Regions from separate parts of the Mus musculus genome. Here region 2 is linked to region 1. A link is a contact called in public Hi-C data. All regions are on one chromosome and are shown on one strand. The core of a region is the stretch at or near the end of the contact, and the rest is flanking DNA. Distances in the headings are between cores, read along the strand shown. Region 1 has its middle 270 kb from the start of Etaa1. Region 2 has its middle 18 kb from the start of Gm39602.

The links. A called contact is a pair of places that touch in the nucleus more often than the background predicts.
Region 2: a Hi-C map of uterus shows a contact between it and region 1, with 3 times the contacts expected there. The contact joins two enhancer-like sites. A contact is called at or near these places in 18 of 484 Hi-C or Micro-C datasets (the 3T3-L1 cell line, 3T3-L1-derived adipocytes, adipose-derived mesenchymal stem cells and 11 more) and 1 of 115 datasets of contacts at active chromatin or transcription factors (astrocytes).

The regions. Positions count from the first base shown.
Region 1 is chr11:17,685,168-17,687,867 of GRCm38.p6, reverse strand. No RefSeq gene overlaps it. Among named protein-coding and RNA genes, the nearest start is that of Etaa1, 270 kb to the left of the region's middle. Within about 2 kb of position 1,292, at least 57 of the 459 cell types and tissues checked have an H3K27ac peak or open chromatin away from gene starts, as enhancers often do. A contact at or near this core is called in astrocytes and uterus, where this site is marked.
Region 2 is chr11:19,759,766-19,762,548 of GRCm38.p6, reverse strand. No RefSeq gene overlaps it. Among named protein-coding and RNA genes, the nearest start is that of Gm39602, 18 kb to the right of the region's middle. Within about 2 kb of position 1,273, at least 34 of the 459 cell types and tissues checked have an H3K27ac peak or open chromatin away from gene starts, as enhancers often do. A contact at or near this core is called in astrocytes and uterus, where this site is marked.

The DNA.
Region 1 (2,700 bases), core at 43-2,542:
ACCACTCTACATTAGGGCCAAGATTCCCCCAAAGGAGCAAGAACTGGTCATATTGAGTTGAACCTGATAATCTGCATTGAGAAATACAGCTGATAAATCACAGTCCGAAATTAGCCAGGTGCAGAGAAAAGAAGGGTTGGGTAGGAGGAAAGATGAAGCAACGCCTTTAATGCCAGTAAGAAATATGCCATGCACCAGTACTAGAGTAAATGGTAGAGCTGGAGAGAGGTAATTGGTGGTATCACCCGTGCATTGTGGCTAAAACAGAAGGATTGTGTGGTCAGGAAAGAATCCCTCTCCAGGGACCTCCAGGCCTCATAGAACAGACAATAAAAAGTCTTTCCCGAGACATGGTGCAGATTTGTCCTTTTGCCTCAGAAGGAAAAAAGAAAAAGAAAAAAGGATGATACTACTAGCTGTAAGCAATTAAAGGTCAATTCAGAGAAGAATTAGAAAAGTGCAGTTTCTGTTTTGGAATCTCTCTCTCTCTCTTCTTTTTTCTTTTTCTTTCTTACTTTCTTTCTTTCTTGTTGTCTTTCTTTTAACAAAAACATTATATAAGTACATCCTTCTTATCTGCCAGGTTGGTTATCAGAAAAACACTTGTTGTACATTTTAATTGGGGCCTTCTGAACACATGATGCTGTGACTCGAAGTGGCTATATCAATAATGGGAGTGATTCAGAGTTCCCAGGCAGCCAGAGGACTATTTCAGGCTCTTAATCCTCCTGCCAAATAGGGTATAGGCCAAAATAGTTCTTTTGCATTTATTTCAGGGTTTTAATCTCATATGCAACTGAACCCCATTAAATGCCGTTTCCCAGGCTCAGTCCTTGCTTTCCAGGCAGTTTAGCATACATGTGCCTGACTTACCACTTCCTGTCTGGGAAGGGTATTGACTGCCCGGAACCACAAATAGCACCTCCTTTCCAAGATTCTTGCTCCAACCCAAGAGCTGTCAATCTGTTTCTGGTCTCAGCCTCAGGGGCTGCCTAGCAGGATAGGCAGGGTAGTTGGGGCAAAACTCAGCAGCTTTTTGCTCTACTGCCAAGCACAAAAGTGGGCTTTCCATGGCTGCTCCTCAGTCTCATTTCTAATCACTCACCATGGAAGGTAATGGAAAAGTGCCTGAATTACAAAGATTCTCATTTATTACCCTGGCTGCTCCCCCACAAAGCATCTCTTCTCCCCTTTGGCAAGAAGAGATCACTATTGACGCTTTTAGAAGGCCCTGGGCCCCTCTCAATTATTGGTGTAATCTCTCCCTATTCTGGAAGCAGAGTTCTTTTCTAAGTAGATTTTTTAGAAAGTTAAAAGCTAGTCTTTGCTTTATTCATTGAAATGACTTCATGGGCTAATGTATTCTCCTGTCAGTATTTTTCATCAGTTCAGCAACATCTGCAGGATATGAAAAAAAGCAGAAAGCAGATGTTTGCAAAAGGTAGTTTCACCAAGCCTCCTTACCATAATTATTGCAGCACCACATCCCCATTTTATGGCACCTCTCTTATATTCATATGCTGTTAACTTGTCCTGTAGAAATTAAAACTGGTGTATTTCAGTTCCTTCTAAACAGATTTGCCACCTTAAAAAAAATAATTGACAGATATCTTCCATTAAATCCAAATTTCCTTTATCAAATCTTCGAGGGGAAAATAGATTAAGAAGATGTAGATATTTATCTCAACCTTCACTCATTTACACTCATTTAGTTAATTAGCACTTAATTACACTGTCAAAGGGGAAAATGTTACAATGGTCAGGACAGAGTGGTCCCCACCCCTAGGGCCCATGCTTCTTTTAAAAGGCAGACCTTTGCTTAGTGCCAGCTTGCTCCTATGTGAAACATTTGTAATGATTACTTGACAAGGGGTGCAGATCTGAGATTGTGCAAGAGAGAGCCATCACTCACTAAAGCCCAGCTGTAACTCCCAAACTGGAGCAACAGTGCCCCCCAAAGCAAGTTGCCAGAAGCAGCCAGAGAACAAACCCTGAGCTGCCCAAATGACTATTTTTTTTATAAGCCAAGGAACTATTTTAAGAACTGCTGGCCGAACCCGCAGGCTCTATCACAACCAGATGAGCATTCCAACCAAGCTGGGGAGCGGTGGCTGGAAACAGAGACTGTTTCCACCTATTTTAACCCAGACGCCACAAATTCTCTAAGGAGGAATGGAGGCGGGAGTGGAGATAGAGCAACAGAGACATAGTAGAAAAGTGGACAACTTTAGAAGTTTGTCAGACTTGAAGCAACAAAATATAATCAGCTTAACGAATAAATCGTATTAACTGAAATGCAATTGAAACTCTGCTTGTCATCGGGGTTTCTCCATCTTTTAACAAATGGCAATGGTTTTTGGTCTCACAGGTTCCTTGCCAAGTAGAAGACCTCATTAAAACTGTTGGAAAATAATAGAATTCTAATTAGCTTAATTATGATGTGAAAAATTAGCAACCTAATTCACAAAAACAATATGCAATTAACCTGTTTTTCATAAGTCAAACCATTTTCCAAAACAGGAAATGAAGGATAACACCCATAATTTCATCATGAGGGCAAAAATCCTAGACACCCTGATGCAGTGGTACAGCGAGTATGTAACGAAACCAAAAGTCTCCACTCCCTCATCCTCTGCAACTCCTTCTGTGTATTGCCTACAGAGCCTTTTGGCTCCAAGAATGGAAACTGCATTAAACTGA
Region 2 (2,783 bases), core at 24-2,523, 2.1 Mb before region 1:
ATTCTGCATGTCCCTCCCTGAGATAAGCTGGCAGGGATGGGGGTGGGTGGGGGTGAGGGAGGAGAGCTGTGCTGTGGTCCCCGCCCTCACTGAACAGGGAGGAAATCAAACATCTTACTTCGTAACCAGACTATAAAATTATGAGAGGTGTTTATATGTGTTCTGAACAAAAACTGTAAGGGATTATGAAGTTCAAGACACATAAGGAAGGAACATGCCCCTTTCTGCGGGGTCCTCTGAGGGGCCTGTTTGGAGGATCTAACCTCTGAGCAGGCAGTTAAAGGACAGAAAACTTGCTGAAGGTTATAGAGATAATCAGGCAGAATTGAGATTCAAACTCAGGCCCGCCAGAGCCTATTCAGGTTCTATTCGAGTTGTCCCACTATACACATTTGAAACAACACTGAATCCAACCTTGGACTCTCTGCCACTTGCTACGATCTCCCCTGGGGTTATGGACTGAGAGCGGGTGTGAATTGGTGGCGGTGAGCCTGCAGCTTCCCTGTGGTGTGCACATCCCTCCTATTTTCTTCAAGGTTCTGTCTGGACTGCACTGGGGCACTGGCTGTATGGTGTCCACCGTTTCTTCTAATTGGGGAAGAAGCCAATTCCAAATACCTGGGAGAAGTTAAGTAAGGAGCTGAGGCCAGAGCTCAGAAACCTCTCCTACCTAGCCCTGTCCAGCCTCCCTCTCACCACTCTGCTCTGCTCCGTGCTGCCTGCTTCAGTCTAATGCTGTCTTGGAGAATGGCAGTCTGCCCTCAGAACTCCCTGACCTACACAGGGAGCCTTGGGAGGGTTGTTGGACTCCGCCCAGAACATTCCCATGTGTTTCCACCCGGTTGCTGTGCTCTTGGTGAGGTACCCTGCTGGACATGGCCACCCAGAGCTGAAATTTCAGCCAGGCACAGGGATGGGGATGGCCTAGTGTAGAAGCAGAAGCAAGAGATGTGTTGTTTCCCCCCTCTGTCTGCTGGTAGAAGGGCAGGGATTAGAGGTGTTGATGACTCTTTAAAAGTTCCACTGTACCCACTCCAAACCCCAGCCTGAGTGCAAAGGAAACTGCTTTCTTCTGCCTGAATTTTTGCCATCAAGCAGCGTTGCCTCTGCCTCAGTGCTCTCGATGAAATGCAGACCTTCTGGGGAGAAGGCGAGCTACAAAGTGCCGGCCACCTTGGCGTGAAGGAGGTTATTGTATCTTAAGTAGAGGAAAATAGGGATAGCAGCTTCCTTTGGTTCCAATTCTTCAGCATCCCCTTTGCAAAAAGCAACAGTACGTTATAGACACTAGGGGGCGCAAGTAGGCCAACAATGGCGCCTGTTACTTTTTACAGCTCTGAGAAACAAAGTTGGCATTATCGCTGTTTTCTTTTTCTTAAGAATCGGAGTTCTCTGAGATGGTATGAGTGAAAGCATTGGCTGCTTTGCTTCCCAGGACGTCCGTAGCCCTCAGAAAATGCAATGAAGAAATATTCAGAATGAAACATGGAAAGCGGATGGATACCCAAGAGATTTCATCAACGGTCTTCGGCACTGCTCTTGGCTGTTTTTAGTATGACAGTTTGTTAAACGTTTCTGAGAGCTAAAGTTCAAATGGGAACAGTGGAAAGGAACTGATTTGTCAAAATGCCTAGCAGTGCCCCTAATGTCACCAAAGTGGGGATGCAAATGTGCATATTTCTGAGTATAGAGAGTAAGCCCACTTGAAGAAAGGAGAAAAAGAAGTCTCCCTCACAGCCAAACACATATCTTACGTACCGTTCAGATGGCTGTTCTTACTGAATAAATCTTACTTAGCAACCTTCCACCAGAGCAAATAATAAATCACTCCCCAAAGCTCCAGGCATCGGGTTCTATCTGGGCAGTAAAACTCTGCAAATGCCCTGACAGCGTTTTGTGAAATCATAATTGCTTAGGGAAAGTGATTCTGGATATCTTAAAACGTACAGAATTAAAGCGAAGCTGTTCCTTTGAGGAAAATTACCCTAATGCTGCGTGCAGTATTCTTTATGTGAATCCTAGATTATAATCCACAGATCCCCATCGTTTCTGGGAAGAGTATATAACCATGCCTAGGTTTTATAGTCACTCCTGTGACCATCGGGGCAGAGGTGCTTCGTTATTTGTATAGTTAGTTTTAAGTGTGTTTATTTATCAGCATTCTCTGGAGAGCCACACCTCAAAACATGTAGTATCTAGCTATCCTTAAAGAAGGGCTGAGTTCTGGGCCCCCAGTTCATGTGTTAAAGTCTTAACATCTCCCCCTGTACCTCAGAATGTGCTTGCTCTCCATGGCTTGATCAGCTTGTTTTCTTATGGCACCCAGGATCACCAGCCAGGGGAGGCACCACCCACAATAGACCGGGCCCATTCTCATCAGTCACTAATAAAGAAAACACCCTACAGATTTGCCTACAGGCCAATCTTATGGAAGCATTTTCTCAGTTGGAGTCTTTCTTCTCAAATGACTCTAGCTTGTGTCAAGGTGACATAAAACTAGCCAGTACGGGACAGGTCATTAGGATGGCCTTGGGTCCAAAGGGAATGGTGTCTTTATAAGAGGAAAATACCAGTCAGACATAGTGGGACTCTGTGAGGACACAGAGGGAGGTAGTGTTGTCTACAAAGGGAGTTCCAGGATACGCAGAGAAACCCTGTCTCGGAAAACAAAACAGAACAAGGCATGCTTCCGCATACTGAAGCAGAGCTCAGAGTTTGGACCATTTTAAGATGAGTAACTTTTTCTTGGTTATTCAAGGCAGGGTTTCACTGTGTAGCCCTGG